Regions from separate parts of the Mus musculus genome. Here regions 1, 2, 4, 5, 6 and 7 are each linked to region 3. Evidence: chromatin contacts called from public Hi-C, HiChIP or PLAC-seq and promoter capture Hi-C data. All regions are on one chromosome and are shown on one strand. The core of a region is the stretch at or near the end of the contact, and the rest is flanking DNA. Distances in the headings are between cores, read along the strand shown. Region 1 has its middle 120 kb from the start of Gm31894. Region 2 has its middle 83 kb from the start of Gm13847. Region 3 holds the start of Plxna4 (plexin A4). Region 4 has its middle 170 kb from the start of Gm13847. Region 5 has its middle 3.8 kb from the start of Gm31486. Region 6 overlaps Gm13846 (a long non-coding RNA gene). Region 7 has its middle 7.8 kb from the start of Gm13846.

What was found. Promoter capture Hi-C pulls out the DNA fragments that hold promoters and counts their contacts. Hi-C and Micro-C count contacts between places; a contact is called where the count stands out from the background. HiChIP or PLAC-seq counts read pairs in DNA pulled down with a chosen protein or histone mark.
Region 1: a promoter capture Hi-C map of hippocampal neurons shows a contact between it and region 3, with 20 times the contacts expected there. The contact joins the enhancer-like site here to the promoter of Plxna4 in region 3. A contact is called at or near these places in 11 of 39 promoter capture datasets (the 3T3-L1 cell line, the C10 cell line, embryonic stem cells and 3 more), 1 of 484 Hi-C or Micro-C datasets (cerebral cortex) and 12 of 115 datasets of contacts at active chromatin or transcription factors (embryonic basal ganglia, embryonic forebrain, embryonic hindbrain and 5 more).
Region 2: a contact with region 3 is called in a Hi-C map of the N1E-115 cell line, with 6 times the contacts expected there. The contact joins the enhancer-like site here to the promoter of Plxna4 in region 3. A contact is called at or near these places in 8 of 39 promoter capture datasets (the 3T3-L1 cell line, the HPC-7 cell line, embryonic stem cells and 3 more), 1 of 484 Hi-C or Micro-C datasets (the N1E-115 cell line), 3 of 115 datasets of contacts at active chromatin or transcription factors (embryonic stem cells, forebrain and stem cell-derived neural progenitor cells) and 1 of 9 other capture datasets (embryonic stem cells).
Region 4: a contact with region 3 is called in a Hi-C map of embryonic stem cells, with 2.3 times the contacts expected there. The contact joins the enhancer-like site here to the promoter of Plxna4 in region 3. A contact is called at or near these places in 14 of 39 promoter capture datasets (the 3T3-L1 cell line, the C10 cell line, the HPC-7 cell line and 7 more), 2 of 15 datasets of contacts at CTCF or cohesin (embryonic stem cells and pro-B cells), 14 of 484 Hi-C or Micro-C datasets (the HL-1 cell line, embryonic stem cells, nephron progenitors and 1 more), 11 of 115 datasets of contacts at active chromatin or transcription factors (embryonic forebrain, embryonic hindbrain, embryonic limb bud and 5 more) and 2 of 9 other capture datasets (embryonic stem cells and liver).
Region 5: a promoter capture Hi-C map of hippocampal neurons shows a contact between it and region 3, with 5 times the contacts expected there. The contact joins the enhancer-like site here to the promoter of Plxna4 in region 3. A contact is called at or near these places in 5 of 39 promoter capture datasets (the 3T3-L1 cell line, 3T3-L1-derived adipocytes, embryonic stem cells and 1 more), 1 of 115 datasets of contacts at active chromatin or transcription factors (embryonic stem cells) and 1 of 9 other capture datasets (embryonic stem cells).
Region 6: a contact with region 3 is called in a promoter capture Hi-C map of embryonic stem cells, with 9 times the contacts expected there. The contact joins the enhancer-like site here to the promoter of Plxna4 in region 3. A contact is called at or near these places in 8 of 39 promoter capture datasets (the 3T3-L1 cell line, embryonic stem cells, hippocampal neurons and 3 more), 13 of 115 datasets of contacts at active chromatin or transcription factors (SST interneurons, cardiomyocytes, embryonic basal ganglia and 8 more) and 1 of 9 other capture datasets (embryonic stem cells).
Region 7: a contact with region 3 is called in an H3K27ac HiChIP or PLAC-seq map of embryonic stem cells, with 9 times the contacts expected there. The contact joins the enhancer-like site here to the promoter of Plxna4 in region 3. A contact is called at or near these places in 10 of 39 promoter capture datasets (the 3T3-L1 cell line, cranial neural crest, embryonic stem cells and 4 more), 22 of 484 Hi-C or Micro-C datasets (the AML12 cell line, CD8 T cells, the HL-1 cell line and 11 more), 11 of 115 datasets of contacts at active chromatin or transcription factors (craniofacial prominence, embryonic basal ganglia, embryonic forebrain and 7 more) and 1 of 9 other capture datasets (adipose tissue).

Annotation. Positions count from the first base shown.
Region 1 is chr6:31,897,706-31,901,891 of GRCm38.p6, forward strand. No RefSeq gene overlaps it. Among named protein-coding and RNA genes, the nearest start is that of Gm31894, 120 kb to the right of the region's middle. Within about 2 kb of position 1,581, at least 10 of the 459 cell types and tissues checked have an H3K27ac peak or open chromatin away from gene starts, as enhancers often do. A contact at or near this core is called in hippocampal neurons, where this site is marked.
Region 2 is chr6:31,746,927-31,751,181 of GRCm38.p6, forward strand. No RefSeq gene overlaps it. Among named protein-coding and RNA genes, the nearest start is that of Gm13847, 83 kb to the left of the region's middle. Within about 2 kb of position 2,000, at least 8 of the 459 cell types and tissues checked have an H3K27ac peak or open chromatin away from gene starts, as enhancers often do. A contact at or near this core is called in the N1E-115 cell line, where this site is marked.
Region 3 is chr6:32,585,663-32,589,867 of GRCm38.p6, forward strand. It overlaps Plxna4 (plexin A4), which reads right to left and starts at 2,530. Exons shown (of 32, transcript NM_175750.3): 1 at 1,642-2,530.
Region 4 is chr6:31,833,100-31,837,250 of GRCm38.p6, forward strand. No RefSeq gene overlaps it. Among named protein-coding and RNA genes, the nearest start is that of Gm13847, 170 kb to the left of the region's middle. Within about 2 kb of position 1,957, at least 4 of the 459 cell types and tissues checked have an H3K27ac peak or open chromatin away from gene starts, as enhancers often do.
Region 5 is chr6:31,599,442-31,603,259 of GRCm38.p6, forward strand. No RefSeq gene overlaps it. Among named protein-coding and RNA genes, the nearest start is that of Gm31486, 3.8 kb to the right of the region's middle. Within about 2 kb of position 1,845, at least 35 of the 459 cell types and tissues checked have an H3K27ac peak or open chromatin away from gene starts, as enhancers often do. A contact at or near this core is called in hippocampal neurons, where this site is marked.
Region 6 is chr6:31,704,967-31,709,210 of GRCm38.p6, forward strand. All of the region lies in intron 1 of Gm13846 (a long non-coding RNA gene), which reads left to right. Among named protein-coding and RNA genes, the nearest start is that of Gm13847, 41 kb to the left of the region's middle. Within about 2 kb of position 2,490, at least 3 of the 459 cell types and tissues checked have an H3K27ac peak or open chromatin away from gene starts, as enhancers often do. A contact at or near this core is called in embryonic stem cells, where this site is marked.
Region 7 is chr6:31,641,144-31,645,296 of GRCm38.p6, forward strand. No RefSeq gene overlaps it. Among named protein-coding and RNA genes, the nearest start is that of Gm13846, 7.8 kb to the right of the region's middle. Within about 2 kb of position 1,623, at least 79 of the 459 cell types and tissues checked have an H3K27ac peak or open chromatin away from gene starts, as enhancers often do. A contact at or near this core is called in CD8 T cells, adipose tissue, embryonic stem cells and 2 more, where this site is marked.

The sequences.
Region 1 (4,186 bases), core at 331-2,830, 690 kb before region 3:
GGCCTTCTGTGGTTTGTGTTTGTGGAGATTTTATGAGGGACACCCAAGGAACTTGGAGAGGGAAGAGAGAGAGTCTCAGGGCATAGGGACAGTGACAAGAAGAAGATTAGACAAAGGGCAGTCTAGCTCATTGTCCTGGGGCTGACAGCATCCAGGCCCCTTCCTTCAGGAAAGTTTTGAGACATAGTAAGACTGTGGTCTGAGAACCTGGATTTAGAAAAGTAGGGTGAAAGTAGGGTATGGTGATTCACCCTGGGGTGTGCTGGCTGGCTTGCCTAGCCTACTTGGCAATTTCCAAGTCAGTGAGGAACCTTGTTGCAAAAATCAGGGCGAGGGGTACCTGAGGAATGATTCTAGAGCCTGTCCTTTGGTGTCTGCACACATGCACCCCCTTTCCACCCCCACCCCACCCCAGAAAAGCTATTGGAAGGAAGGTCTGGGTCATAGGTTGTCTATGTCCCTCTGTGTGTATTCTCTTCTCCCCTTTAAAAATCTCCTTCTCTGTTTCTGTGTCTCTGTCCCCCCCCCCCCGCGTGTGTGTGTGTGTGTGTGTGTGTGTGTGTGTGCGCATGTGTATGTGTGTGTGGGCTTATGGTTGGAACATTCACTGTCCACACAGATCTACCCCCACTTTCTCCCTTCCCTATTCCAACAAATAACCCCACATCTTTAGAGTTCTGCAGGTTGCGTCCCCCTCCTCAGTCCCGAAGTGCAGAGGGAGTACATCTGTAGGCACCAATGCAAGGCACATGAATCCAGCGCTCCAGCCAGCTCTGCCAGTTAGCCACTGGCTCCCTGGGGTGGTCCAGTGCACATACAGAGTCTTATTAAAGCAGCCCCTCCAATCATTATCCTAGGAGTCTATTATCCCCTACTCTGGGGAGCAGCATATAAACTCCTCACCTGTCTCCTTTGCTTCCTCAGCCTTTCTCAGAGAGCCTGGTTTCTTCAAGTACCCCAACTCTCCCTGTTCTAAGTTTTTCTCAGACTCAGTTTAGGGGGAGGGAGGAAAGGAGCCTTTGGTTTAGCAAAAGATTTGAAGGTCACCTTCACGGAGCCCCAAACACGATAACAATCTCTTCAATCAACAAGCTGGGCTCCTCTGGAAACTGAAATAGCAACTACGGAGTCAATTGCACCCCCCTCTGCTTTCTTTTCTTCACAGGACACAAAGAAACTCTAGGGGTGAACTTGGAGATCACAGTATCTTTTAACAGCCTGAAAGATGGGAAAAGAAAGTTTCAGTGTCTATCTGCAGCTTGCTAGTATAGAAAAGCTAATTATCTCAGTGCTCCCCGACCACCTTAAATCCAGCCAATTCTTGTCCTTTAGCTGTGACCTTATTTGTCCTATCAATAGCCCAGAGTTTAAGGAGATTCTGGCAATGGCTCACCCCATTTCAGATGGCAGAGACCACAGGCCCAAGGAACAGGGGTGCCAACACAGGGTCGACACAGGCTAGAGTAGACTGAAGAGGAGAGACACATGGACAGTTTGGCAACCTCTGCTGGCTCCGGCTTTACTCCTCCTCTCCTTGGGCTGGGCCCTGAGCTGCTGTGCATTGTCTAGTGCAGCATCCAGTGGGCAGTTGCCAAGGCAGGAACAGATGGAGTGAGGAAAGGAAATGCTTCTACTCTGTGGCATTTGGGGAGAGGAATGAAGGATTTTTCAGGTTGGAGTTAATTAGGGATAATGGAACATGCGTGGGGGCAAATTGTTGATGGAAAGGGAGAATCTGGCAAATGGGGCCTCTCTTTGTCTCTTTCTTCTTCTTCTTCTTCTTCTTCTTCTTCTTCTTCTTCTTCTTCTTCTTCTTCTTCTTCTTCTTCTTCTTCCTCCTCCTCCTCCTCTTCCTCCTCCTCTTCCTCCTCCTCCTCCTCCTCCTTCTCTCTTCTCTCTTCTCTCTTCTTCTTCTTCTCTTCTCTTCTCCTTCTTCTCCTTCTTCCTTCTTCTTCCTTTTCTCCTCCTCCTCCTCCTTATTCTCCTCCTCCTCCTCCTCCTCCTCTTCCCCCTTCTCCTCCCTCCTCCTCCGTTTCTTCAATATGGAGTACCCTAGGAGGACAATGGGCTTGAATCATGCTTATATGAGAGCATGAGAAGGCCGTCCCGCACAGAGTCCGCTCACTACCCCTGAGATGCAAGACTGTAGAGAACAACTGGAGGTGTCCTTAAATCACAGCACAGACAACAACAGGAGAGGATGCTGGCTGTATGGACAAGAGGATGGGCAGAGGCCACAACAGGGCTACTTCATAGTAGGAGGACCATAGACTGTTAGAAAGAGGCTTACAGGTCATCTGCTTCAGGCCCCCAGTATGTAAATGAGAAAAATGAATTCAGAGACATGCCCGATAAACACACATTGCTTTTAAGAAGCTGAATGGAAATGGGATCTAACAGTAGATTAACCAGCAGACAATCTCACGTCTGTGTAGAGACAAAGACAGGTAAAAAGTAAGAGAGGGAGACATGCCATGAGCCACTAACGCAAAACACAGTTGCCTTTATTAATGTCAGACAACTGGGGCTTCAGGATAGGGAAAATTACCACAGACAGTGGTCATTAGGCAATGACCCAAAGCATCAATGAATTAAGAGGACATAAAAAGTTCTTAGTGAGTATACACCTAGGCATACAGCTTTGAAATACACAAATAAAAAGGATAAGTCTGAAAGGGACAATAGAAAGTCTCAAAGCTACAGCCAGAGACTCCTGTCAGTCTGACGTAGACATTTATAGAACAATTAGACAAAAATCTGTAGAAGTCCTGAGTCCTATTACCAAACTTTACCTTATTAATATTTATTAGGCATTTTACCCAATGAATGTTGAATGTATCTTCCTTTTAAATGCCTCTGGGATGTGTACAAAGTCAGACTATATGCTGACACATAAAAATAAGACTAAACAAATCTTAGATTAAACTTACATAAAAAATCATTTTGCCCATGACCAAATTAAATTAGAAACTTTCAAAAGAACCATATCTGAAAAATCCTGAAGTATCCAGGAGTTAATAAAGTATTTTAAAATAAACCATGGGTCAGATAAAGAATCATGAGGTACTAGGATTTATTTTCAGAACAATGAAAAGGAACTGAGTGGTATCAGCAGGAGTGACAGGAGGGCTATTGTTAGCATTAAATACTAATAGAAGAAAAACAGACAGTTTTCAAAGTAATGATACAACTTCCCTTTTAAGAAGCCAGGAAAATAAATGTAATTTAGAAGTGTAAATCATTAGTAATGATTATTAATATTGCCTTCTTAATATTTGTGATTAGGCTAAAGCTGTGCTAGCCTTGGCAAGAGAAACTTCTTTTTACAGAGTCCTAGCTGGTTCAAGTGCTGAGAGTGAGTGCATGTTGAGTGTTCAGGCCTACACGGATATCTCTAGCACTTCCTCTAAGGCTGAGAGAACACTGCAGAAGATGGGGTGGAAAGACTGCAAGAGCTGACAGCAGGGGGGCTGATGGCAGGGGGAGCTTGGTCTGCTGGATGAGATGGCCTTTGCAATCATGAAGATGTGGCGGCGTGGCTAAGACCCCACCTAAAATGGCATAAAAGGAAAGGGGGGCAAGTGGGGAAGATGCAAGGGGTCAGAGGAATGTGGATGTGAGAAGGTCAAGTGTGGTGAATGTGATTGTGACACATTGTATCTAGACAAAAAACTGTTAAAAAGTTAACTTTCAAAAGAGGACACATTATGACCAAAGGAAAGGAAAGGAAGAACCCAGTACTAAGTTAAGAGCAGAAATCAGGGAAACCAAAGGAACACATTGTCAACAAAGGCAAAGATGAACCAACCCAGTGAGCGTCTAGGCTGACTGACCGAATTCAACAGATACACAAGACAGATTGTCAGCAGCACTTACCAAAGATCGCATAGAGCAGAGCAGCTGTGCGATGGGAAAGTTTATTTGATGGCAGTCAATCCGAGAGTTTTAATGAAATGGACCAAGTCCTGGAAAGACACAAAAGGCCCAAGGGTGGTGAAGAAGAAACCAGGAACCTGAGAATGCTCTAATTAAGTAAGGAGGTGGATTTGTGGGTAGAAATATATTTTTCCAGAAAAATAGAACTCAACAGCAGCAGCAACAACAACAACACAAAAAAACCCAATGACCAACTAACGAAATAAAAACCCAAACCCAAATCTGGAGATCCAGTTTGTTGGTATTCTGT
Region 2 (4,255 bases), core at 750-3,249, 840 kb before region 3:
GCAGTGCTGTGTCATGGCTGTGCTCTGAACACAGGGTTACTTGCATTGCCTGTCACTAGTGCACTGAAGGAGTTTCTTACATTTAAATTGTTTTAGAATTGACAAGTAAAAATTGTGTTTATGACATACAATGATATATATATACACATATATGCATAGTTTATCTTCTTAATAAATCCTCTTTTGATATGAATTTATAGCCCCATATTTGGAGCTGTCCTATGAACATTGCAAATATCTTTTCTCAGTCTGCTGCTTGCCGTTTCATATATTTTAGTAATGACTTTTAAAAAGCTGTTCACATTTGAGATGATGTTCAATTTATTGATTTGCTTCTTTTGTGGCTCATGTTCTTTGTGTTCTGAAACGTTTCTACCTATGCCCAATTACAAAGATCTGACCTTCTCCTCTCAAAGCTTTATAGTTAAGTTGCGTTTTTAGGTCTCTGATCTATTTTAGGCCAGGTATGATGCTCTACATCTCTAATTCTAGCACTTGGGAGGCAGAGGCAGGTGGGTCTTCATGAATTTGAGGACAGCCTGGACTACACAGTAAGATCCAGGCCAGCTGGGGCTACATAGTGAGACTATGCCTCGAGAATAAACAAACAAACAAACAAGCAAACAAACAAACAAATGAAACAAATGAAAATACAATTTAGATATTCAAGTCGGTGTCAGTACATACTGTGAGCTTTCTGGGATGTCTTGAAATTAGCATAACTTTTCCCCCACAAATTTTGGGGCCTTTTTAGATCTTTGGATTTTACCTATGAATTTTGAATCAGTTTGTCAACACACTAACTTTCTGTTAGTGCAACAAGTACCAGAGATAAACCCACTTGTAAAGGGAGGAAGTTTATTTGTCTTGGGCCAATGGTGACCCAGCACATCACAGCAGTAAACAAGCCACTCATCTCATGGCTGGAAATGAAGAGAAGATGGAAGATGCCAGCATCTCACTATCCTCTAAGTTCACAGCTCCAACGACCTAACTTCTTCCAATGAGGCCCCACAATACTCTAGCCTGCGTAGGTCTTTGATTGACATTTTAGATCCAAACCTTATCAGCCCACAGACAAAACCTGATGGGATTTTGAGTGGAATCCCCTGAGGTCGATTCTGCTGATTAGTTTAGAAAGACCAGCTATTTTACCGACACTGAATGTAGGCTAACTCCATCTACTTAGGTCTGGTGTTACACACACACACACACACACACACACACACACACACACACACTTAGGTTGTATTCTACTGTTTTCAACATCTTCTACAACTTTTCTAGTCCTGGCACCACAAGCAACAAAACTATTTAAAATTTTCACTTTCCAATTATTTTTTGCTGGTATAGAAAAACACAATCAACTCTTGCCTGGTAACTTTGTGTTCTACGACCCTGCTATATCTGTAGCAGTTCTTCTAATCCCTGAAGTGAACAATTTGTACATTTTTCACAGCCATTTTGACACACAGTGGTTGCACCTGTTGTTGTGGTTGTCCTTAGCTGGAAGTCGGACCACTGATTTTATCTCTTTTTCTTCCTCTCTTGTGACGTTTATAGATGGTTTAGATCACAAAAGCAGCAACAGAGAGTCCCACTAACAGGCAGTCATTTGTACCCTGTGGCGAACAACAGACCCTTGGGATTTGTCTTAATGGAAACAGCTGTTGGGGTTTAAAGATGTCCGGGCTTCTTCAAGTGACTTAATGGATCCTGAAGTAGGTTATTGACTTAGGGAGGACTTGCCGGTTCAGATGGGCTGATTCTGAACTTTAGCTCCTGGGGCTGGTGGGTGTGGAGGGGTCATCTGTGTAATTTAGTGGAACACCCATCTTCCTCTGAGGTTGGAGGGGAACACATGGAAGATATTTTTGCAGCTTTTTTTTTTCTTAATTAGGAGAAAAGAGATGGAACCTGGAATGTGAGTCTACAACCCATTCTTCATTCTCCCCAGTGCTCAGGGTAATGGTGTTTAACAGAAAGACAAATCCATCCATCTTCCTGGCGTCTTAGCCCAGGGAGGCTGCATAGGCTGCTGTCAGAAGCAATATTAGGGGCTATAAAAAGCCGTTCAAATCCCTCCCCTTTTAATTCTCACTCTGTAATCTGCTTCCCAGGGAGAGCAGGGCTGAGGTTGCTCATTCTCCATCACCTGGAAGTTCTGGCCTCGTGGGTATTTATAGAGATTCAGATCAGCTTTCCCGGCCCATTCTTCTTCTATCTCCATCATTTTCCTGCTATAGCAGACAGCGCCATGGAAGGATTTGTCTCCCTGCCTTATCCTACTGATATTTAAACTGGCTGGTTGCTATGCCTCTGGGTACCTGGGGTCAGGACAATTCCTCAGGATGGTGGCAGGCTGCTGACAGTGCCTGATACTTGGGAGCTGAGAACTGAGCTGCATCAGCCCTTCTTCCATGTTCTTGTTTTACCATTGGCATGTGCACTGTCTCTCCTCCCTTCTCTTGAGAGCATCATTTCCAGCATCCCTCCCTTTTGCCAATCACATTGACCCAGGGGGGAGAAGTCCATCTCCTAAGGATTTTTTTCCTCTGCTCTCTCAGGTTGCTATGGCTCCAAGCTTCTGGTCACATCATTTCTCCTCCATTTCCACAGCAGGTTGGGAAAATCGAGTTCCACACAAGTCATGTTGCACTGACTGCCTGACAGGGACATGGAAGGGAAGAGAAGGATGGAGGGAAATGGGATCATGTGGAGAAGGTTCCCTGGAGGAGACATGTCGATACAAGTACTTGTCACCCAGGCTAGGACCAGAGAACTGTACCACAATTCAGTTCTGTTTTCAAATGGTCTCAAATCTATCGTTCACCTGCTTCAATCTCCCAAGAGTTGCTAGTATGGTCCCACCGCTCTGTGACCAGCTAAGAAAGGCATTTTGATGATGAAGTCTAAAAAGGGTGAGCTTCACACATGAACAGGACCCTGAATAATGGGTGAAGTTTCTACAAAGACAGAAGGTGAGAGCAGCAGGGGCAGCAGAGAGGATTTAAGCTGGCAAAGGCATTACTAAGGGCCCTGAGGTGGGAGTGCACTGTCACCAGTGTGTCTTGGAGGGTGTGATGCAAGGGGCTCGGGAGAAACAGGAGAATCAAAGCCAAACCAAGCAGTCAGGGCACTGTGGAGGGCTTGACTGCCATACTAGGGAGATGATAGTGTGGGGAGCCAGCAAGTGTGGGAAACACAGTATGCAATCATAACAGCTAGAGGTCTGGAAGTTCCCTTTCCTTGGGGAGGTGGAGACTGAAGCAATAGACCCAAGAGCGTCCTCGCCCAGTGGTACACACTCTAAACTCAGGGATGGGATGTCTGCTTGGGGGTTAAATTTCTATTTGATACAAATATGTAAAAATAAGCATGCAAACCATTTACTGATAATAAGATAATTTAAAAAATATTTTAAGACAGTTCCTTTGGAGCTAGAGAGATGGCTCAGCAGTTAAGAGCACTTGTTGCTCTTGTAGAGGACCCAAGCTTGGTTCCCAGCAAATTGTAACTTATAACTGTCTGTAACTGACCTATGCTTGTTTTGGCTGGTGTTGCTGCCTATGTTCTGGGTTCCAAAGCTTGAATGGTACTTTGATCATGGTGTCATTTGTGCTAAGGTCTAGGGGTCTACTAAGGTCTGGGATCCTGTTACACTTCTCCAAGAGCAGGAACCTGGCTATACAGTGAAATCACTGCAGGAAGTCGTCTGGAATCTGAGCTGAGGTATTTGGGGCAGTGTTCACAAGAAACAGTTTGAGAAGCTATGTTTTAGCAGGCCAGGAACTACGGATAGCTATAGAATTGAGAACAGGAAGCATCGACTTCTGGAAGCCACTATGAATGTATTGAGAGGCTAGAAAAGGTCTCTGACTCCTCCCTCTGATCCTAAGACACAAAGTTTTATATGTGCAGACGTTCACTGCAATCTTTTTTTTTTTTTTAATGCAAAAGGAAGTAAATAAAGGAAGATATGAAGGGAGAAAATGAGTGTTCAGCAATAATGCACAGACCAATTAAATTATGGGTCATCCATAATGTTGAGTAGTATTGCTGCATAAAATTCAATTTAAGATACTTTTGGAAAATATTTAATGACCCATGAAAATGAATAGAATATAACATTTTTTTTTCATTAAAAAAAAATCCTTCAAGTCTAGGGCCATTAGGATGGCTCAGAGGGTAAAAACACTTGTTGAGCCTGATGTCACACGTTTGTTCTCTGGAACCTTCCGGTGTAGGAAACTGA
Region 3 (4,205 bases), core at 1,280-3,779:
CAATCAAAGGGCAGCTTACACCACACACAACAGGAATTCTGCTTCTCTCCCGGGGGGGGGGGGCATCTGCTCTTCCACATAGGCCTAACCAAAGACTTTGGCCAGGTGTGTGTGGGGTGGGGTGGGAGGGAGTTCTACTCGTTTATAAAGAGGATAGAAACAATTTCCATTTTTGCCAGGATGACAAAAACAAACAAGCAACAACAAAATACACAAAGGGACAGCTATAGAAACATAGAAACTTGTTATATATGTATTCAAGCCTAAAATAATGATTTATTTGATTCTTCCATTCTTCTCCTTGCAATAATTGAGCCCCAAAAGAAGTCTGTCTGATACTCTAATAGGGGAGCCATAAAAAAAGCCCTTTGGAACTTCAACACACACACACACACACACACACACACACTCCCATCCATTCTAGGAACTTTCAAAATGAGCAGGCTCTGAAACTGGGGCGGTGGAGGCAGGGAACTCTGGGGAAGTACAACTTGAACCATTGGTTTCTGGAGGGCAGTCCTGCATTCAGAGGATCTAGACTCTGGGTTACACTAGTAGCCTAAGGTACCTAGAATACACTAATAGACCAAATACCTTATAAAGTGGATATCGTCTTCACAGTCCTTTCTCCATTAGTCTAAATCCATCTCTACTCTCCCTCCTACTTCTCAGACACACACCCCAAAAGACATGTGACAGGTGTTAACTAAAGGCGCAGGGGGGAGTTGCCTCACATACACACAGAAGGATAAGGAAGTGAGGGGTTGGCCGCAAACATGTGTCCCTTAAGCCCTGTCTCCTTGTTGTCTACCGGTGACTGGCAACATGAATAAGGTCTGATCCTCCTTAAAGGACCGCAGCATCCTCCCTAGACAAGGAACACTCCTCTAGCTTTGATGTTAAAGCCCCTCCCTGACTGAAATCCCGGCGCATTCCGGGGAAGCAGTGCCACGCTTCGGAAAGGCGTGTGTGCTGCCTTTACTGGGGAATCGCAGAGTCTGTTCCATATGCGCCGCCCTACAGAACTGCAGCCCCAGTTGCCTATGTGGCCTCCTCCCAGGCACCGGATCACCAAGATCTCCAGTTCTCTGCCCTTTAAATATCTCTCTGCCTTTCTCCTATTTAAAAGCAAAAAATCTCCGGGTGTCCAAAAAGCTAAGGGGCACAATTGCACTGGGCGGGTCTCATAAGACCTCCCATGACTTCTCCTGTCTTATAAAAACCAGTTAGGAAATGAAAGGAGCTAGAAACAGCAAAATCGTTCCCTCATCCTACCAGGCTGGATAGGAGAGTCAGTCATTTACTGAATCCCACCCTGAAAGTCCTGGGGAAGAGAAGTCTAGGTCCGGAGAGGAGAAGAACACGGGAAATCCCTGCTCCGGCTGCGATGCACCTACGCGGGTGTCCAGGTGGGACGTGGGCAGGTGCGTGAGCGCAGTGTGTGCCTGTGTGTGAGTATGTGTGTGTGCGCGCACGCGATTTGTGTTTTGCGTGTGTGTGTGTGTGTGTGTGTGTGTGTGTGTGTGTGTGCGTGTGTGTGTGTAGTGGGCTGCCTCAGAGCAGGCGAGGACTCCGGGACCGGACTCGCCACCTCCGCCCGCTCTGCCCAGCTGGCCCTGTGCCCGGCCGGCGGCTCCTTACCTGGAAGCGCGGCGTTTCCCTCCTTCAGCCCCAGCGCCGCATTGACACTGCAGATGGTGCCTGTACCGCTGCCTCTCGCCCTCCTCTGAACGTGTGCGTGTGCGCGCGTGTGGCTGCCTCCTCCAGCCCCAGCCCCGAACGCAAATACTCCACCGAGGCACGGGGAAGCCACGAGCAGCAGAGAAAAACGGAGGGGGCCAAATCAGAGCCTGCCGGGCTTGACAGCTCCTCTTGCAGCGTCCAAGGTGGGCGTAATGTCCAACAAAAAGGTCAGGAAATGAAGATCAATTCCAAGCACCCCTAGCTTCCATCCAGCCCCGGAGCCCAAGCAGCGACAGCGGTGGCTCTCAGGGGCTGCGGCGGCGACGCGGGGCTGCCCCCCTTCGTCCCCACCCCCGCGGGCTGAATGTCCTTGATGCCAAGCGGGCACGGCGGCGTCACTCCGCGCCGCCCATGCTAGCCGGGTCGGGCCGCTGCCCGGGCGCGGCGGCGAGTACGTTGGGGACCCGCCGGGGAGCGCTCTCCGATCCTCTGCGCGCCTCCCTGGGCAGTGACGGCCACCCCCTGGCAGCCCGGGGCTGGCTGCGCCGCTGTCGCCCCCAACCCTGGCCGGGGACTAGCCGGGCAGTGCCCAGGGGCCGGGGCTGGGGGGCCTCGGAAGCCGCCGGCAGCTCCCCGGGGAGGCGCGGAGCTGCGGTGGTAGCAGCGACGGCGGCGGCTAGCGCTGCGGCGGCCAAGAGCGCGGCCGTAGTCCAAGCCGAGCCTCCCAGGCGCGTCCCCGGCCCCCCGGGCGGGCTGCTCGCAAAGTTTGCAGGGGGCAGGGAGCGGGGCCGCCGCTGGCTCGGCCGCCGCCGGAGCTCCCGGGCTGCCTGCTGCCGCCGCGGCTCGCTGCTGCTGTGCATTGAAGCCCGGCCAAGCGCTGCAAAAACTCCAGCTGCCTGGCGCTCTCTGGGTCCTCCTCTCCTCCCTCCCGCCCTCCCTGCTTCCCTTCCTCCCTCCCTCTCCTCGCCTCCTCCCCTCCCCGCCGCCCGCGGCCCGCCGCCGCCGCCGCCGCTGCCGCCGCCGCCGCCGCTCCCTCTCTGGCTCGCTAGCTGGCTCGGAGCTCGCGACTGACATCTAGACCAAGGTAGAGCGGCCGGCAGAGGGGGCAGGGGGCGCTTCCCCGCACGCTGCCGCCACTGGCCCGCCTGCTCTTCCCCAGTGTGGACGTTTGCAGACACCCCCTGGGTCTTCTTGGCTTCCTCGAGTCACCCTGGCGGTGGAGACACAGGGCAGAGTGGTGCATATATGGTGCCACCAAGTGCACTTGGATCGGGGCATACTCCCAAGCAGGCATGTGGTGCAGGCGGTCAGAGGCACTTCTGGGTGTTCCTAACAGACACCAGCCAAACATACATCCATTCCTAACCTAGAATCCCTGTCCAGCCCCACCAACCAAGGTAATCCTACACAGAGCACTAGAGGATGCCCAAACCCAAGGTTTCTTCTAGTCCTAGGACAGAAATGAATGGCCAATGCCACAGAGCTTGTTAGGTAACCTGATCTGTCCAGAGGCTGACCTTGCTTCACTGTCTCTGAAGCCCTAGGTCCTGGGCCATGTCCTAAACATAACCCAGACATTGCCAACATCAGAATAGTTTCAGAAGCCCAAAGGAAGAAATCCAGAGGTTGCTTAAATTGAGAGAGCATCTGGCAGGCAGGGAAATAGGTGAGGCTGCACTATCTAGAATATCTCTACAAAGACCCCCTCCAGTTAATGAGCCCAACGACCAAAATAAATAAATAAAAATAAAACAATTTTCAAAAGGATGCCCACCTATTTGTCTACCCAACTCTGCATGCTAAGTTCAAGGAAATGGCTCTGTCAGCCAAGTTCAGTAAGACTAGCCATTCATCAAAGAAAGACCTCTCCAGGAGCTTATGGTTTGGGGTTCCTGACCCACTCTCCCATGACACTTTCTTCAACCTCAGTCACTTCCTGCGCATAACTGTCCCTCCCACCAAAACCTCTCAGAATCTGCTTACTAGGAAAAGGTTGACAGTGGTATAAATTCCTTCCCCTTCTTATAGGGGTAATGTTTTCACAAACATCAAAGTTATACCCTCGGTAGACTTTCGAGGTGACAAGTTGGACAAGCTTCCGGGCAGGTAGCACACTTGGGTCGGGTTGGACTTACCACCCAGGACCTTGTTGAAAGTGCTCCCACCAGAAGGACACAATGAATCAAGTGTAAGCATGAAGAAGCCAGCCAGCCAGACATTTCTCTAGTTACAGGGTGTTCCAGGAGACAGCATGGAGCCCTGTTAGGCTCTGGTTGTCTGCTGAGCATCGCATGGCCCAGAAGACAGCAAGGGTTATCTTATTAGCTCCCTGTAATACATTGATCTGGCTCCTCTCTTCTCTGAAACGCTGGATCCCAGACCCAAGATAAGCACACAATATCAAGTTAGTTTCACAAGCCCAGAGAAACACAGAACAATAACTCCATGTTGCTGCTGCTTTGACATCCTCCTTCCAGAACTAAGGGAGCCCCGGGGCCAAGTGTCTGTCTGACATGACGCCT
Region 4 (4,151 bases), core at 707-3,206, 750 kb before region 3:
GAAGTTTTTACAACACAGTGTGGATCAGCTAGCTTTCTGTTGCTGTGACAGAATGCCTGACATGAACAACATGCATGCAGGAAAAGTTGCTTTTGGCTAATAGTTTCAGGTGTCTCTGCCCTTCTGCCCGTGGTAATTTGGCTTGGTCACTTGGGGCCTGTGGAAAGGAAGAATAGTATGTGGAGAGTGGAGCGGGACAAAACTGATCACTTTGTGGTGGTCAGGAAGCAGAAGGAAGAGGACACACACACACACAGAAAGAATGAGAGAGAAAGAGAGAGTCAGAAACAGAGACAGAGAGACAGAGACAGAGACACAAGCGACAAAGAGAGATGGAGAGAGAGACAGAAACAAAGGGAGAAACACAAGAGACAGAGACAAAGAGAAAGACAGAAAGACAAAGATAGAGGGATAGACACACACACACACACACACACACACAGAGAGAGAGAGAGAGAGAGAGAGAGAGAGAGAGAGAGAGAGAATAAGATGACACTTGTGGGGTTAAGGGTAAGGTTATGCCATGGGCAAAGTTAATTTTTGGAAACAGAGCAACCTCTTGATCTGTCCAGTTCTTAAGGTAAAGATGAAAAGCTCTGGACTGGGAGATGCCTCAGCAAGTAATATACTTGTTGTGCAAGTTTGAAGACCAGAGTTCGGATCCCCAGAGCCCATGCAAAAGCCAGGTGGCATGTAAACCCAGCATGCCCAAACATCCAGGTACATGAACTCTCCAGAGAAAGCTGGATCACCAGACTAGCTGAAAGGGTTAATTCAGGTCTAGTGCCAGAGGCTCTGCCTCACTAAGTGGGGTGGATGAGACCAAGGGAGACATCCACTGTCAATACACACACACACACACACACACACACACACACACACACACCACATGCATGCCTGATGCCCTTGGAGGTCAAGAGAGAGTGTCAGATCCCCCGAAACTGTAATTATGGATGCCGGTGGGAACCAAACCTGGGTCTTCTCTGAGAACAAAAAGAACTCTTCATGCAGAGCGTTCTTTCCAGCTCCTTATTTTTGGGATAGGAACTCACTGAGCCCGGAACTCAACAGTTTGGCTAGATTGGCTGGTCAGTGAGCTCCAAGGACCTACCTGCTTCCATCCAGTGGAGTTTTCTGGGAGCTGGGGAAACTAAGTTTCTCACGTTTCTGTGGCAGACACTCTTAGCTATCTTAGCTATCCCATCGTCCCTCACCTTGTTAACTCTTAATGCTGCACCAGTTCCTCCCCTCATCCAGCAGAGCCCAAACAGACACAAATAAAAAGATGCCCAAGAAACCCATCATCCTTTATCCTGCCTCAGCAGCCCCGCCCACCTCGTCCCTCTCCCTCTCTCCCTCCCTCCCTCCCTCCCTCCCTCCCTCCCTCCCTCCCTCCCTCCCTCCCTCCCTCCCTCCCTCCCTCTTCCGTATTAATTCAGGAGAGGAAGTCATAAGCTGACTCCAGGTTAATAATGTACTCAGCAGCCTTATTATTCTGTTTCCTCTGATTCTTTTCTGCCTGAGTCCACCCAGCTGTCACCCCCACCTCTGGTTCTTTACTCCCATTCCTGTATCACTTACAGACCATTCTTCTGCATTTCCCTACCGCCTAATATTTAATTCTAATTCAAAGCCCCCTCCCCCACCCCCAGTAAATCCTCAGACGACACAGCCCTGGCTTTTGGGCTTTCTCTCCTCCCCCCTTCTGCTTTCTTTATTATCAGAGGGTCAGATTAGCATCTGACAAGCGAGCTGAATTGACTGTATTCTGCTTGGGTTTCAAAACCTAAGGCAGATTATTGTCCCTGTTATAAATATAAAGGACATTTTAATTTTCTAGGAGCTAAGATCAGACACCTCAGCCATTGTCAAAATGGAAGAGGGCCCCAGGGCTCTGAGTGAATTTCCAGCAGATCCTGTGTGTTAGCTTTCTCTCTCCCTGCCAATTCTTCTTGGGAATAAGGTGGGGTAGAAAAACAGGGAAATTAAGGGGACGGGCGAGGAACCATTCACTTGAGCATCTGGATACAGCTTCTTGCCAGCCGTCGATCAAAATTCAAATCTAATCAACCACACTTGCTCCAAAGATTGAGGACATGGAGACAATATTGTCTTTGCAGAGGGGGCTTTCCAAATAAGTGTATTAAATTAGTCATAGAGCATGCTCAAGGCTCTTAGCCCCTTCTTAGATGTTGTCCTAGAAAGTCAGTCACAAACAAGACCTTGCCTTTTGATGACAGTGAAAGCATCTTGTGGGACTGTTCCTTATCAGCCATCAGCCTCCTCAAGGCTCCTCAGGGGCCTCCCTACTGCTAGAAAACCGGAACAAGGCAGTCCCACGGTGTAGACAGTTAGCCAAGGTTACAGACCCAAGGAAATCAAAAGTGTCATTTATCCTGGTGGCACTAGCAGTCAGTCAACACCAAGAGGTTCACAATGAGCTGAAGAATTAAAACCCCAAAAGTCCAAACCAGTCAAAGTCTTATTTCCTGGTCCCCATTGCACCCTACCCCACTCCAACCTCCTGGGGGCTTTGGGGAGTATTGTTTGTTTTGTTTTTGTTTGTTTATTTTGTCCTCCACTGCAATGAGCTTTCCTGAATCTGCATTTCTGTTCACCTGCCCACTGACCAGTCAGAATTCTCTCTATATATTCAAATTATCTCAGTTCAATGACTCATTTATATCTCAGCTGGATCCAATCCACTAATTTCCCAGGATATAAAAACTCCCCTGTAAAACTCTACTTGATAACCCATTTTCCAGACCCCTCCCCTGCTGCAGGGAACAGTTGACAGTCAGTCAGTGACAGCTGCTGTCACTCAGGGAACAGTTGACAGTCAGGGAACTGTTGTCACTCAGGGAGCTTCTGTCACTCAGGGAGCTCCTGTCACTCAGGGAACAGTTGACAGTCAGGGAGCTGTAGTCACTCAGGGAGCTGCTGTCACTCAGGGGGCTGTTGTCACTCACTCAGGGAGCTGTTGTCACTCACTCAGGAAGCTGTTGTCACTCACTCAGAGAGCTGCTGTCACTCAGGGAGCTGTTGTCACTCAGGGAGCTGCTGTCATTCTGGGAGCTGTTGTCACTCAGGGAGCTGCTGTTACTCAGGGGGCTATTGTCACTCACTCAGGGAGCTGCTGTCACTCAGGGAGCTGTAGTCATTCTGGGAGCTGCTGTCACTCAGGGGGCTGTTGTCACTCACTCAGGAAGCTGCTGTCACTCTGGGAGCTGCTGTCACTCAGGGAGCTGTTGTCACTCAGGAAACTGCTGTCACTCAGGGAGCTGTTGTCACTCAGGGAGCTGCTGTCACTCAGGGGGCTGCTGTCACTCAGGGGGCTGTTGTCACTCAGGGGACTGCTGTCACTCAGGGGGCTGTTGTCACTCAGGGGACTGCTGTCACTCAGGGGGCTGTTGTCACTCAGGGAGCTGTTGTCACTCAAGGGGCTGCTGTCACTCAGGGGACTGCTGTCACTCAGGGAGCTGCTGTCACTCTGTTTCTCTATCACACACAGATTGCTTGCTCATCATTCTCCATGATCAGGAGACAAGGAACTCAGCTGTGACCCAGGGAACTAGGAACATTATTGTCATGTCCAAAGGAAACTCCATTTCCCCAGAATCCAAGAGGCAGAGGGACAAACAAATGACTATCCTTGGTGCCTATTAGCACCCCAGGGTGCATGCTGGCCCCCAGGCTCCCTCAGTATCACAAGTACCTGTTACACATTTCAAGGTCCATTTGGCAGGGCAGGGTTTCCCACCTCCTCCCTTCTCTCTCCAGCTCACTAGCTTTGCTCCCTGCAGCCACTCATCACCCTTATAACCCTGCTATTTAAGCTTTGCTCACTCTTTTTGTCTCCTTTTCCTATCTCCTTCCTACCCCCCTGTTTAGCTCCCTCCCCCTCTATGTGCCACCTCCTGCTGTTCTCTTAACTGGATCCAGTCTGCCGACCATGCTCAGGACTCTGGACTCTTCCTCTGGCTGTTCTCTCTCTCATGCCTACAATAAACACTTCCCCTTTAACTATACCATTGAATGGTCACAATGTCAGCTTTTACAACTGTAACTCCCCTTAGCAACCCTCTGAAGATACAACCTCAGAACCCACAGAGTCACACCTTTGGGTGTTGTAAAGGCACAAAAGCACTGCC
Region 5 (3,818 bases), core at 595-3,094, 990 kb before region 3:
ACTCTGTAGTCCTGGCTGTCTTGGAACTCATTATGCAAAATAGGCAGGCCTCAAATTCACTTTCCTCTGCCTCCTGAGCTCTGGGACCACAGGCAGGGCTGCCAGGCCCAGCTTGTTTGTTTGTTTGCTTTAAGGCAGGGTCTCCTATGCAGCCTGGGCTGGCCTGGAACTTACTATGTAGGACATACTGGCCTGAAATTCACAGAGAACCGTTACCTCTGCCTCCTGATTCTGGGATCAAAGGCTTAACGACCACCCCTACCTCTGTCTGGTATTTCAAAACTCAAAAGGCATCTCACTTTTTTCTTCTTATCTATCCCAGCATCTGCTGAGATTTATAGCCCGTCTACCCTATTGTTTGTCTCTCTAACAATTATAAACTGGCCCCTGAGCTGCTTCTGAGCCCATATATGAATGAGACTGAAGAACTCATGAAAGAGAGTCCCGAATTCCCCAGAAAAACTGTGACCAGTCTGGTTAAGGGATACTGTACTGAAGACTAGCTGTCACCTCTCTGTGGTTTTCATTTTATAGCTGCCCAATAGGGTTGAACCATAAACAGCTAGGAGCTGGATGCTAGCCACAGGGAACCCTGAGCCAGGGCAAAGCAGGAAGGGAGGGGTTGGGGGAGCTGTCCCCTGCAGTGGGATGTGTAACTCAAACCCTTACCCTGGGATGTCAGCTGTGAAGAGGCATGAAGGTCTTCAAGCCAACTCTCTCCATTCAGAGGTGGGAACTGGAGCTCAGCGGGGATGTGATGCTTCCCCCCCACCTCCCCCTGGTCCTGAAATGAACAATTGCTGGCGTGGCAAACTCACTCAAAGTCACTGCCCTTCAAAGGACAGTGACGTTTTACCTTTTGAGTGAGAGTGCTGAGACATAAATCTTGTCCCATTGTCTGTGACACAGTCTACCACTTTGGGAAGATAAAGATGTCATAATTTGGTGACAAAAGGATACAAGATGGCCCAAGTGTAGTAAAATAATGAAAAAAAAAATCCCAGCTCTTCAGATCAGGGTGGAGGAGGGGTGAAAGAGGCAGGACATGGCATGGCTCTGAGGACCTCCTGGGGGAGGGGGTCACATACTCACTGAGCATGTCTCCTTTTCTGAGATGGAGGGTTGTCTTGGTAACTTCTATGATTCTTCCCAGCTGAGAGCCTGGGGTGCCGGGATGAGTTATGGATGCCCCGTTGCTGGCTTGGAAGTCAGCTGGCTGGGGTGCAAAGTGGCTGGTGGTGGGGGATTGGTGAACTGTTCATAGTGGCAAAAGGACCTGTGCCTTATACCAGTAATAGAGCCACCCCTGTTCACAGCTCTGTTAAAAGCCTTGAAGTCTATAGACACTCCTGGGAAAAGGGATCCTAGCTCCTTTCTGTACCCTTTCCCTGGGTGACAGGTGTTGAACCCAGAACCGACCACATACAGGAAGAACACATGCTCTATCACAGAATTCCATCCCCAGCATCTGGACAACCTCCTCATGGAATTAGCTATGGGGTTCACCGACCAGTCCTCATATACCAGTATCCAGTACCCACCCTTCACTCAGGTACCTCTGAGCTCCCCACCACCAGGGTGAAGAGTGGACCACCCATTTTGGAAGAAGGCACCACATCTGCGTCACTGAGTATGTGAGCCAGGCCCTAGCAGCCACACAAGGGAAATTCAGGAACACAGACCAGAAGAAGGCCTGCTTCCCAGCCGGCCCCTCCACTGTGTCACCACTGAGATAAAAAAAGGAGCCAGGGGATTCTTTGGCACTCAGTAGGATCTGCCTTTTGAATGCAGAGAAGAGATGGGAAACTGGAATAGAGTCAAAGGTGCCTCTCTCCATCTCAATGCCCAGAGACAAAGGGCAAAAAATGTAAGGAATTTCCAAAGTGCCTCCTTCAGACGGCATCTCTCCCACCCCTCTGGCTCCACTCCACAGCTCTCATGGATGGGAATAGCAGCTTTCTTCTCCAGGCTGGGTCTGGCTTGCTGCCTGCTCCATTAAAGCTTGCATCAGAGCCGGGAAAAAAATTAGGCATCTCCCTATGTAACCCATGCTCTTGCTGCCAGGTAAAGAAATACTTCTGTGTACTGGAAGGGTGATGGGCCTTGTACGTGGCTCTCCTGGTCTTTCTTAGACAGGGACATTTGCACTGGATAGTGACACTCCCTCCCCATGAGAAGTCACCTGTGGCAGGCAGAGTGGAAGCTGAACAAGAGAAAATAGGCTTTCATTGTATCATGAGGAACGAAGACAGGCAAGGACCCACAGATTCCTCTGTTTAAGACATCTCAGGAGATAGACACGCATGAGGCCAGGAGTTCAACCTCAAGCACTACACAGTACCAGCTGCAGTAGTGCATGCCTGCAATCCCAGGAGGTAGATATTATTATTTAAGCAGTGGACACCACAAAGTCACACGTTGTAACAGATCTCACATGGGAGGTTTCCTGGGGGAGTGAGGCTTGCAGAGGCAGCCTCTGAGATAGCCCAGAAGGGGAAAGGAGCTGGAAAAGGAGGCAGTGCACATAGGGAGACTGGTGGTGACAGAGAAAACGGTTGGCATTTTGGTGGCCGATGATGACATGGCCTGCTGTCACTTGGTATTGAAAGTGGGCTTAAGGGTGGGATTTTTCCAACAGTGAAGGCAGGAGGATCAGAGTCCAGTTCCATCCTTGGCTACATAGGGTTCAAGACTACTTTGAGTTACATGAGACTCTGTCACAAAAACAAAAAGATATCTTGAGGCTATGTGACACTTGGGACTCTCCGGGCTTCCTCTAAGTCCAGACAAATGTCTGAGGAGGTCCTCGCTGTGTCTCTACTGGGTCGACTTGTCCTCTGTCCTTTCTCCTCCTTTCTCTGCAGAAAACTAGGTCTTGGGGGTGGGGGTGGGGGTGGGGGTCATCTTTTCCTGTGGAAGGTGAGAAAAAGAGGTATGAACCGCAGCTCATGGGTCATCTTTGCGGGAGAGGTTGGCAAGGATGATCCCAGTATCATCTGGGCGATGGAGGGACGGGTTTTGGAGTGGAGCTTTATTATAGCAGAGAGCTTTAGAGAAAGTGAGTGAGCAGAGCTCTGGTTGATTGGAGGGTCCCAGGGAAGGATTATAAAAGAAGAATGATAAATGCTAGGCACCAGGACACAAGCCAGTGCCTTTAAAGATTTTGGTATTTCTGATCTCTGGCAAGGACACACCTACTGATAAGGCTGAGGGTATTTTTGGCTTCTGGTCAAGACAGAACTGGTTGGCGAGGATAAAAAGTAGAGCTGCTCACTCATTAAGGTTCCTTTCCTAAACCTCCTGAGCAGTTTTTTTCTCTCGTTCTCAACGTTTGTATCAGGTGCAAGACAGGTACAGCCAATTCTACAAGGCTAACGATGCTTGCTGTTGGTACTGAAGCAGACACCAGCAAGCAGGCTTGGAGAACAGTGGCCTTGAACCTTCCCCTCAACAGCCTGGACCATTGAGGAGGGGCAGCAGGACTCTGCCTACTAGTCAGAGGCCTGAATCACATTGCTGGCCCTTCAGGAAATGTGACATTCCAACTGCCCATAGGGTCATTAATAAATAACTATCCAAACCTGGTGTCAGGAGTACTAACCCCTACAGGTTACCTGTAGGGTAATTCGAGAAAGAGGCTTTATCATAAAGATCAAAGACATCCTGTTTTCCCCTTCTGGAAGAGTCAGTCCCAATGTGTGTCTCAATCACCTGGGTAGGAACTCCCCCTACCCCCAGGAAAGGCTGCCTGTTCTAGAGACTTCAGAAGTTGATAAAGGCTGTGTGTGGGAGCTGAAGATTGTCACAGATGTTCCTTT
Region 6 (4,244 bases), core at 1,240-3,739, 880 kb before region 3:
AAGGAAGAAATCAGGGAGTGTGTGTGTAGTGGGGGTGGGGCAAGAGTGTCTCCCCACCCCTGCCTGCTTTCCTGAGAGTCACTTCCCACCAAGGAGCCAAGGATTATGAAAGAGGAGGGCTTCTCTAGCTTAGGATTCAGGGAGTTTTCAAACAGCTTAGCCAGTCCAATGTCATGGCACATACCTGTAATGTAATCCTTATACTTGGAAGGTGGAGGCAGGAAGGTATAGAGTTCAAAGTCATGTTCAATTACTTATGCATGTCTGCAAGCTTGGGCAGGGCCACCAAGCCTGAAAGCATTTTTAGGGGGTTTCTTCCAGTCTCTTTAATGATTTTTATTTTATTTTATATGTAGGAATGTCTTATCCACATGTACTCGGTGTACTACATTCATGCAGTGCCCACAGAAATCAGAAGGGGGCTATGAGGCTCTTGGAACTGGAGTTACAGACAATTTGTAACCCAGGTCCTCTGGAAAACTGGCAATATTTTTTATCCACTGAGCCATCTCTCTATCTCTTCTCCAAACCTTAATGCACTATTTGAATTTTCTCTACTGTGTGTGAGACTTCTATGCTTTGACAAAAGTTCAGGCCAAGTTGGCAGTGTCCAGGGAGTTGGAAGAACCTGCTGGCATTAAGACTTGGTTTTTTTACTTCTTCTTCTTCTTCTTCTTCTTCTTCTTCTTCTTCTTCTTCTTCTTCTTCTTCTTCTTCTTCTTCTTCTTCTTCTTCTTCTTCTTCTTCTTCTTCTTCTTCTTCTTCTTCTCCTCCTCCTCCTCCTCCTCCTCCTCCTCTTCCTCCTCCTTCTCTTAAAGATTAATTATTATTATACATAAGTCCATTGTAACTGACTTCAGATGCACCAGAAGAGGACATCAGATCTCATTATGGGTGGTTGTGAGCCATCATGTGGTTGCTGGGATTTGAACTCAGAACATTTGGAAGAGCAGTCAGTGTTCTTACCTGCTGAGTCATCTCGCCAGCCCATGCTATCTTTTTCTTCTCTTCTCTTCTCTTCTCTTCTCTTCTCTTCTCTTCTCTTCTCTTCTCTTCTCTTCTCTTCTCTTCTCTTCTCTTCTCTTCTCTTCTCTTCTCTTCTCTTCTCTTCTCTTCCCTTCCCTTCCCTCCCCTCCCCTCTTCTCTCTCTCTCTCTTTCTTTTGACAGGGTTTCTCTGTGTAGTCCTGGCTTTCCTGGAACTCACTCTGTAGACCAGGCTGGCTTCAAACTCAGAAATCTGCCTGCCTCTGCCTTCCAAGTGCTGGAATTACAGGCATGTACTACCACTGCCTGGCCTGTGCTATCTTCTTTCATAGTTCTGATACAGAATTTGAATTCTCTGGAAAGATTGTACTCTCCTTTCCATCCCTTTGTGACCTTTACAGGCATGTACTACCACTGCCTGGCCTGTGCTATCTTCTTTCATAGTTCTGATACAGAATTTGAATTCTCTGGAAAGATTGTACTCTCCTTTCCATCCCTTTGTGACCTTTACAGGCATGTACTACCACTGCCTGGCCTGTGCTATCTTCTTTCATAGTTCTGATACAGAATTTGAATTCTCTGGAAAGATTGTACTCTCCTTTCCATCCCTTTGTGACCTCCAGGAAAAGATTCTTCCTTTTGGAATCTCAAGGACAGATGAGTTTCCTTTGAGAGATTGTGTCCAATTTCATGGTGCTGCCTTATGGCTTCGAGAACCCCCACTCCTGTCATGGCTGCTCTCAGCTATAGCCAGAAGCTGGCTGTGGTTCCCTTCCTTCCTCAGCATTGCCCAAAAGCTCTCTATGCCAGTTGGAAGCAGCCATATTTGGTGTATGTGCTCATGGTAACTCCTGTACCTGGTGCCAGGCTCCTGGAGAAGATCTGGGATTCTGGAGGAGTCAGGCTCCTCTTGCTAGTGCTTAGAACAGGATCTCCTACTTCCTGGGATGGAGAAGGAATGCTTCCGACACGCTGTTCACTGCGGCTGCCTTTTCTTAGGCTGCTGGGGCTGCAGTCACCTGCTACTGCTGGGGCTGCTGGGCCCACAGCTTTTAGGGAGTGTTGCCTGAATCAACTCAACTAAAGAGGGAGGCGGGGAGAGGAGAAGGATGAGTATCACTCCAAATAAGGAGAAGTCAATTAATATTCTTGGAACTAACTCTCTTAGCTGTATCGTCTGCCATCAGGAAGTGGCGAAAATTCAGATAAAGACTAGAGCAGCAGGCCATTCCTTTCAAGCTGGGATGCTCTGCTTGGGGAAGTCTTGGGGAGCTGACACTTCACCATTACCCTTACATGCTAATTACAAACTTTAGAAAACACCTGAGGATGTCATTAATAACACCACCTGCCATGCATATTATACTTACTTCTGGGAGCTCTGATGACAGAGAATGCATGATTTCATTTATTGTCACTGACTGCGCTGGAAGGTGGCACCTCCCCTAGCCCCTTTCAGATTCAGATACAGAGGCCAGGGAGATCGTTGCATGTTAATGGCTAAATCAAGTTTCAGTCCCAAGCCTCCTTTGTTGAATTTCCTGAACAGACACTTGAAGGTAGGTCTCTTTAGAGAGATTTCCTGTCACCAGGACTGTTCTGCATACTCTAGGAGAATGTGGATAAAATATCAGATGCTCAATAGATCTTTGTTTTCCAAGGTAGCTGCTAAGCTGGTTCCTGTGCCGGTTGACTTCATGAGGGCTGTTGTTGAAGGGCTAGTGGTGGCCAGACTCTTTCCATAGTGCAGATGGGTAGGAAGCCAGTCTACAGCTGTGGTGTTTACACTGTTTGCCAAGCTGGACTGCCAAGTTCTGCCTCGTGGGCTCTGGCACATGGTCTTCACTCAGCATCTGTAAAGGGTCCAACCACGATCTGCTATGATGGATCTGTACAGACATGGCTTTGCCCTTGGTGAGTCTGTCTGAACCAAAGAACATGTCCCTTGGCCATCAGATGCATTGGCAGTGATTCAGGTTGTGATGGAAGAGAGGACCAAGCTTTCATTACTGATACCCTTTCCATACCCACCCCTCTGAAAACCCATGAGCAGAGACTTTCCTGACGCCACATTAGAAGAGATGCAGTAAAATCATGTGTGACCTCATTTAGTATTAATACTGTATTAGATACTTTCCCCATTATGACAAAACACCCTCCAAAAGTGACTGGAGAGGAAGAGGGATTTTATTTTGACTCATAATTTGGGGATTGTGGTAGTTTGAATAGGAAAGGCCTCCATAGACTCCTGCATTTGAATGCTTGGCCCTCGGGGGAGAGGGGTGACATTATTAGGAGGTGTGGCCTTGTTGAAGTGGATATGGCCTTGCTGGAGGAAGTGTGTCACTGTGGGGGCAGACTTTGAGAACTCAGGCGCTCAAGTCAGTTCTTTCCCAGCTTCCTGAGGATCAAGATGTAGAACTCTTAGCTCCTTCTCCAGTACCAGCATGTATCTACCTGCATGCTAGCATGTTTCCCACCATGATGATAATGATGGACTAAGCCTCTGAAACTGTAAGCCAGCCAAATTAAATGTTTTTCTTTACAAGCGTTGTTGTGAGTGTTTTTTTTTTTTCATAGCAATAGAAACCCTAACTAAGACAGAAGTTGGTACCAGGAGTGGGATATTGTTGTGACAGACCTGACTGGGTTTTTATTTGGAGGAATGTAGACTTTGGGATTTGGGGTTAGGAAAGTAGCGGATTACTTTACACACAGTTAAATAGGCCATACTAGTAAGAGCATGGAATACAGTTCTGATGAGGGTGATTTGAGCTGTGGGGGCCTGGCTGAAGAGGTTTCAGAGATTGTGAGATTTTGGTGAAGAATGTAGCTTTGCTTTGGCCTTGTCTGAAAAGTCTGCCCAAGGCTATAGTCGAGAGTTTTAATTCTGTTGACAGAAGAATCTTAAAACAACCTAGTATAGACTTTGTTGTGTGGTTATTAGTGCTCACTTGTATGCAGATCTTTAATGAAAAGGAGCAAGCTGAGCAAGAAAAAATAGAAAATGTAAACCTTGAGGAGAAAAGGGGCACCAGGGAGTGCAATAGAGCTAAGTCCTGTGCTCAAGGAGATAAGCATATTTTTTAAAAAGTCTGATATTAAATGGGAATAAAGGGAGTTGTGACCCCAGGGCTAGACCCCACCCTGCTAAATTTCCAACTTATGGAAAGGAAAGTAAAGCACTGAATCAGAATAATGAGGATTTTTTTATGTGATTCATAATATCTATGTGAATCATAGATATTTGTTTATAATT
Region 7 (4,153 bases), core at 373-2,872, 950 kb before region 3:
GCTAGAGTAAAGGATCACAAAAGGGTGAGATTTGTTTGCCTATTTATATGGTATCACTATGAAGCCAGGCTGGCCTTGAAGCTGGTCCTTGCTCCTCAGTCTCTAAGTGCTAGGATTGCATGGATTGCTTGTCTATGATACCACCCTCAGCCTAATTTTTTTTTTTTAAAGATTCTCTCTGTGTAGCCCTGTATAGCCTGGAACTTGCTATCTAGACCAATCTGACCTCAAGTTCACAGAGATCTACCTACTTCTGCCCCTGCCTCCTGCAAAAGGTTCTTTAAAACTATTTTTTTAATGTGTAACATAAAAAAACAATTTTTTAAATGTGTATGAGTGTTTTGCCTGCATGCATGTCCATGCCAGACATGCAAGCAGTACCCATGAAGGCCAGAAAAGGGCATTGTATCCCCTGGGACTGGACTTACAGATTGTTATGAATTGCCATGTGGGTGCTAGGAATTGAACCCAAGTCCTCCGGAAAAGCAGCCAATGCTCTTAACCACTGAGTCATCTCTCTCTCCAGTCCCTGCAATTAGTTCTTGAAGATGTGGAAACATCTTATTCTTTTTACATTTATATCTATGCAGTGGGCATGGATGCAGCGTATCTGTGGTGTGATACTTTCCTGAGGAGGGAGAAAGCAAGAAAGTCAGCTGTCTATACAGACTCTTTAGGAGGGCAGTCATGAAGAACCCAGAACTGAGATCTGTGGTGTGGATCCTTTCACGCAGTCAGATGGGCTGGGATGGATGGATGGATGGATGGATGGATGGATGAATCTCAAGCCTCCTTGTTTCTGAGCTTTAAGGTCCTCTCCTGTCTACCTCAGCCTGGGTAAACAGAGCCTTGTTATTCTAGGCACAGGAGGTATTTAAAAACTCGAAGCTGCATGGGGAGCAACTCAGGGTAAAAGGACTAGGTCTAGGCTGGGAAGTCCCTGAACTCTCAGTGATTCTCAACTTTCCTAATGCTGCCATCCTTTAATACAGCTCTTCATGTTGTGATGATCCCCTCCCCCGAAACGATTAAATTATTTTTCATTGCTACTTCATAACTGTCATGAATAATAAGGTAAATATTTTCAGGGATAGTTGTCAAAAGGGACACGACCCACAGGTTGACAGGTTCTCCCCATACTATGGCAACAAGACTAGGATATCAGAGGATAAAAGCCAACCTTCAGGCCTGAAGTGCCACTGCCCATTCTTGGGGAGTCCCTGCAGCACCTGTGTATCTTGATGGCTACACAGAGATAGGAGAGTCTCAGGCCTAAGGGAAGGGCCGACTCTGAAACAGCAAGTCTTGCGTTGGGTGGGTGGCACCAAGTGGGAGTTGGCAGCTGCGGGCCACCTGCTGGGTACCAACCTGTTTCCAGGGACACCAGGGTCCCTACGAGGGGAATCACGTGTGTCAGGCCCACCCTGCAGGCATCCTGATAGGAGAAGCCAGGACAGACCCGAGGTGGGTGGGACAGGCCAACACAGGAAATGCCTGCTGGGCCTAAAAATAGTGTGGGAGGGGACAGGAAACAGAAACTTTGGGCCAACATGGAAATGCTTTCTGAGCTGATCAGGAAATGAGGACTGGGGCGGTAGGGATCGCCACCACCCAGCTGCACTGCAGCCCCGCCCCCAACCCCTCTGCCTGGCTGAGTCTGTGCCTGGCTGGGGGTAGGGAAGGTTGCTTCCCAACGTCCTCTCCCTTTGTTTCGAAGCAGAGCCGTGTGCTGCAGAGCTGTAACCGCACGTAGATGTCATGCTGTACTTGGATGGCAGCCTGCTCTTCCCAGAACTGAGGTGGTGCCTGGGAAAGTGGGCCCAGCAGGGTGGTTCAGTGGGTAAAGGCACTTGGCGCCAAGCCCCATGGTCTGACTTCAATCGCTGGGACTCAACATGGTGGAGAGCCGACTCTTGCCAGTTGTCCTTTGACCTCCACACAACCCTGTTTTCCTCCCCCACATAAATAAATGTAATAAAAAATTTAAAGCTGGGGAAATAAACTCTGCAAGCAAGAAACTCAAGGGTCTTTGGGAAGGAAGAAATTGAAGGGTATTCAAAACTTCTCACAGTGAGGTCCTCTTGCCTGTGCAGTGAAGGCTTTGGGGTCCCCAGCCTAGACTGAACCCTAACCCAATCAGTTTAGACTCTGGAGTGGGATCAAACAACTGTGTGGAGGTCAGAGGATAATGTGGGGGAGGTTGGTTCTCCTGCTATGTGGGTAGATCCTGGGGACCAAACTCAGGTCATCAGGATTGGTGGCAAGCACATTTACCCACTTAACTATCTTGCCAGCCTCCAACTTTTTTAAAAATTAAATTAATTTTTTTATGTATATGAGCTTTTTTTGTCTGCATGTATGCATATATGACATGTGTGGGCCTGGTATCTGTAGAGAGCAAAGGGCACTGGGTCCCCTGGAGATGGAGTTAAAACTAGTTGTGAGGGGCTGGTGAAATGGGTCTGCTGTTAAGAGCAGTGGTTGCTCTTCCAGAGGTCCAGTGTTCAATTCCCAGCAATTGCATGGTGGCTCACAACCATCTACAGTGGTATCTGATGTCCTCTTCTGGCCTGCAGGTGTATGTGCAGCAGAACACTCATACACTAAATAAATACAATAAAAAACAAATAGAAAAGAAAAATAGCCGTGAGCCATGTATGAGTGCTAGAATCTGAACCTAGGTCCTCTGTAAGAGTAGTAATTGTTCCTGACTACCGAGCTGTGGGAGCCGCCCTCACATTCGCCATTACAAGATGGCGCTGACATCCTGTGTTCTAAGTGGTAAACAAATAATCTGCGCATGTGCCAAGGGTAGTTCTCCACCCCATGTGCTCTGCCTTCCCCGTGACGACAACTCGGCCGATGGGCTGCAGCCAATCAGGGAGTGACACGTCCTAGGCGGAGGATAATTCTCCTTAAAAGGGACGGGGTTTCGCCATTCTCTCTCTTGCACTCTTGCTCTCTTGCACTCTGGCTCCTAAAGATGTAAGCAATAGAGCTCTTGCTCTCTTGCACTCTTGCTCCTGAAGATGTAAGCAATAAAGTTTTGCCGCAGAAGATTCCGGTTTGCTGTGTTCTTCCTGGCCAGTCGTGAACGCGTGTAAGACCGAGCCATCTCTTCAGCCCCATTTTGTTCCTTTGTAAAGGATGTACTCTGTGTGTGTGTGTGTGTGTGTGTGACTTCAGAGGACAGAAGAGGGCATCAGATCCTCCGTAGCTGGACTTATATGCAGTTGTGAATCACACAACATGGGCGCTGGGAACTAAACTCTATCTTCTGCAAGAGCAGCATGCATTAACCACACTGAGCCATCCTTCCAGTCCCCCACTTTTTAAAAGCTGTTTAGGAGTGTAATTTTTATATGCTGCAGTCAGTTAGCACATTAGCATGGATGAAGTCTCAATCAATAGTTCACACTGGAGGCCTGAGCTTGGCTTCCTGCTAAGGTGTACAACAGTAGTATTGGGTGCACTTGAAAAAACACTGATCCAGTCTTCCATTCCCTGCGTCTGCTATCTCCAACCATATTGAGACCAAGTGTAAATTATCAGCGTTATGGCTACACAGGCATGCTGCACCTCTGAACTCCTCAGGGTTGTCGTTACAAAGACTGCTTGTTGTCAGTGTGCTTTGTGCTTTGGCTGGGCTCAGCCCATCCATGCGCATTCTGATTTCCAAGGCCCAGGATGGAACAATCCCGGGTCTGCTTGGAGTAACCCTGACAGCCCAGGGTCTGAGGGAAGACACATGGGTGATCCATTCCACCAGCTGCTAGGTGAGTAGCTAGTAAATTCATGCGGCCCTCAGGAGAGCAGCCTCCTGGCTGCTTGAAGAAGCAGACACCTCTGTCCTGTTTGCCCTTGAACCTAAGTGGTTCTGGGGTTTCAGTTTCTGGGTAGGTATGCTTTAGGACTCTGCAGCTCCAGCCACCGAGTTCTCCTCTACGTTCTCTGAGGCAGTCCTTCAGGTAGCTCTAGCTTGGATTTACTATGTAGCCCACAAGAGCAGCCTGATCCTTCCGCTTCTACCATACTGATGATACAGTACCAACTGTACCATTATGCCTATCTTATACAATACTGGGATTGAACCTAGGGCTTTGTGCATGCTAGGCAAGTACCTTACCCATTGAGCCACAGCCCCCACTTTATC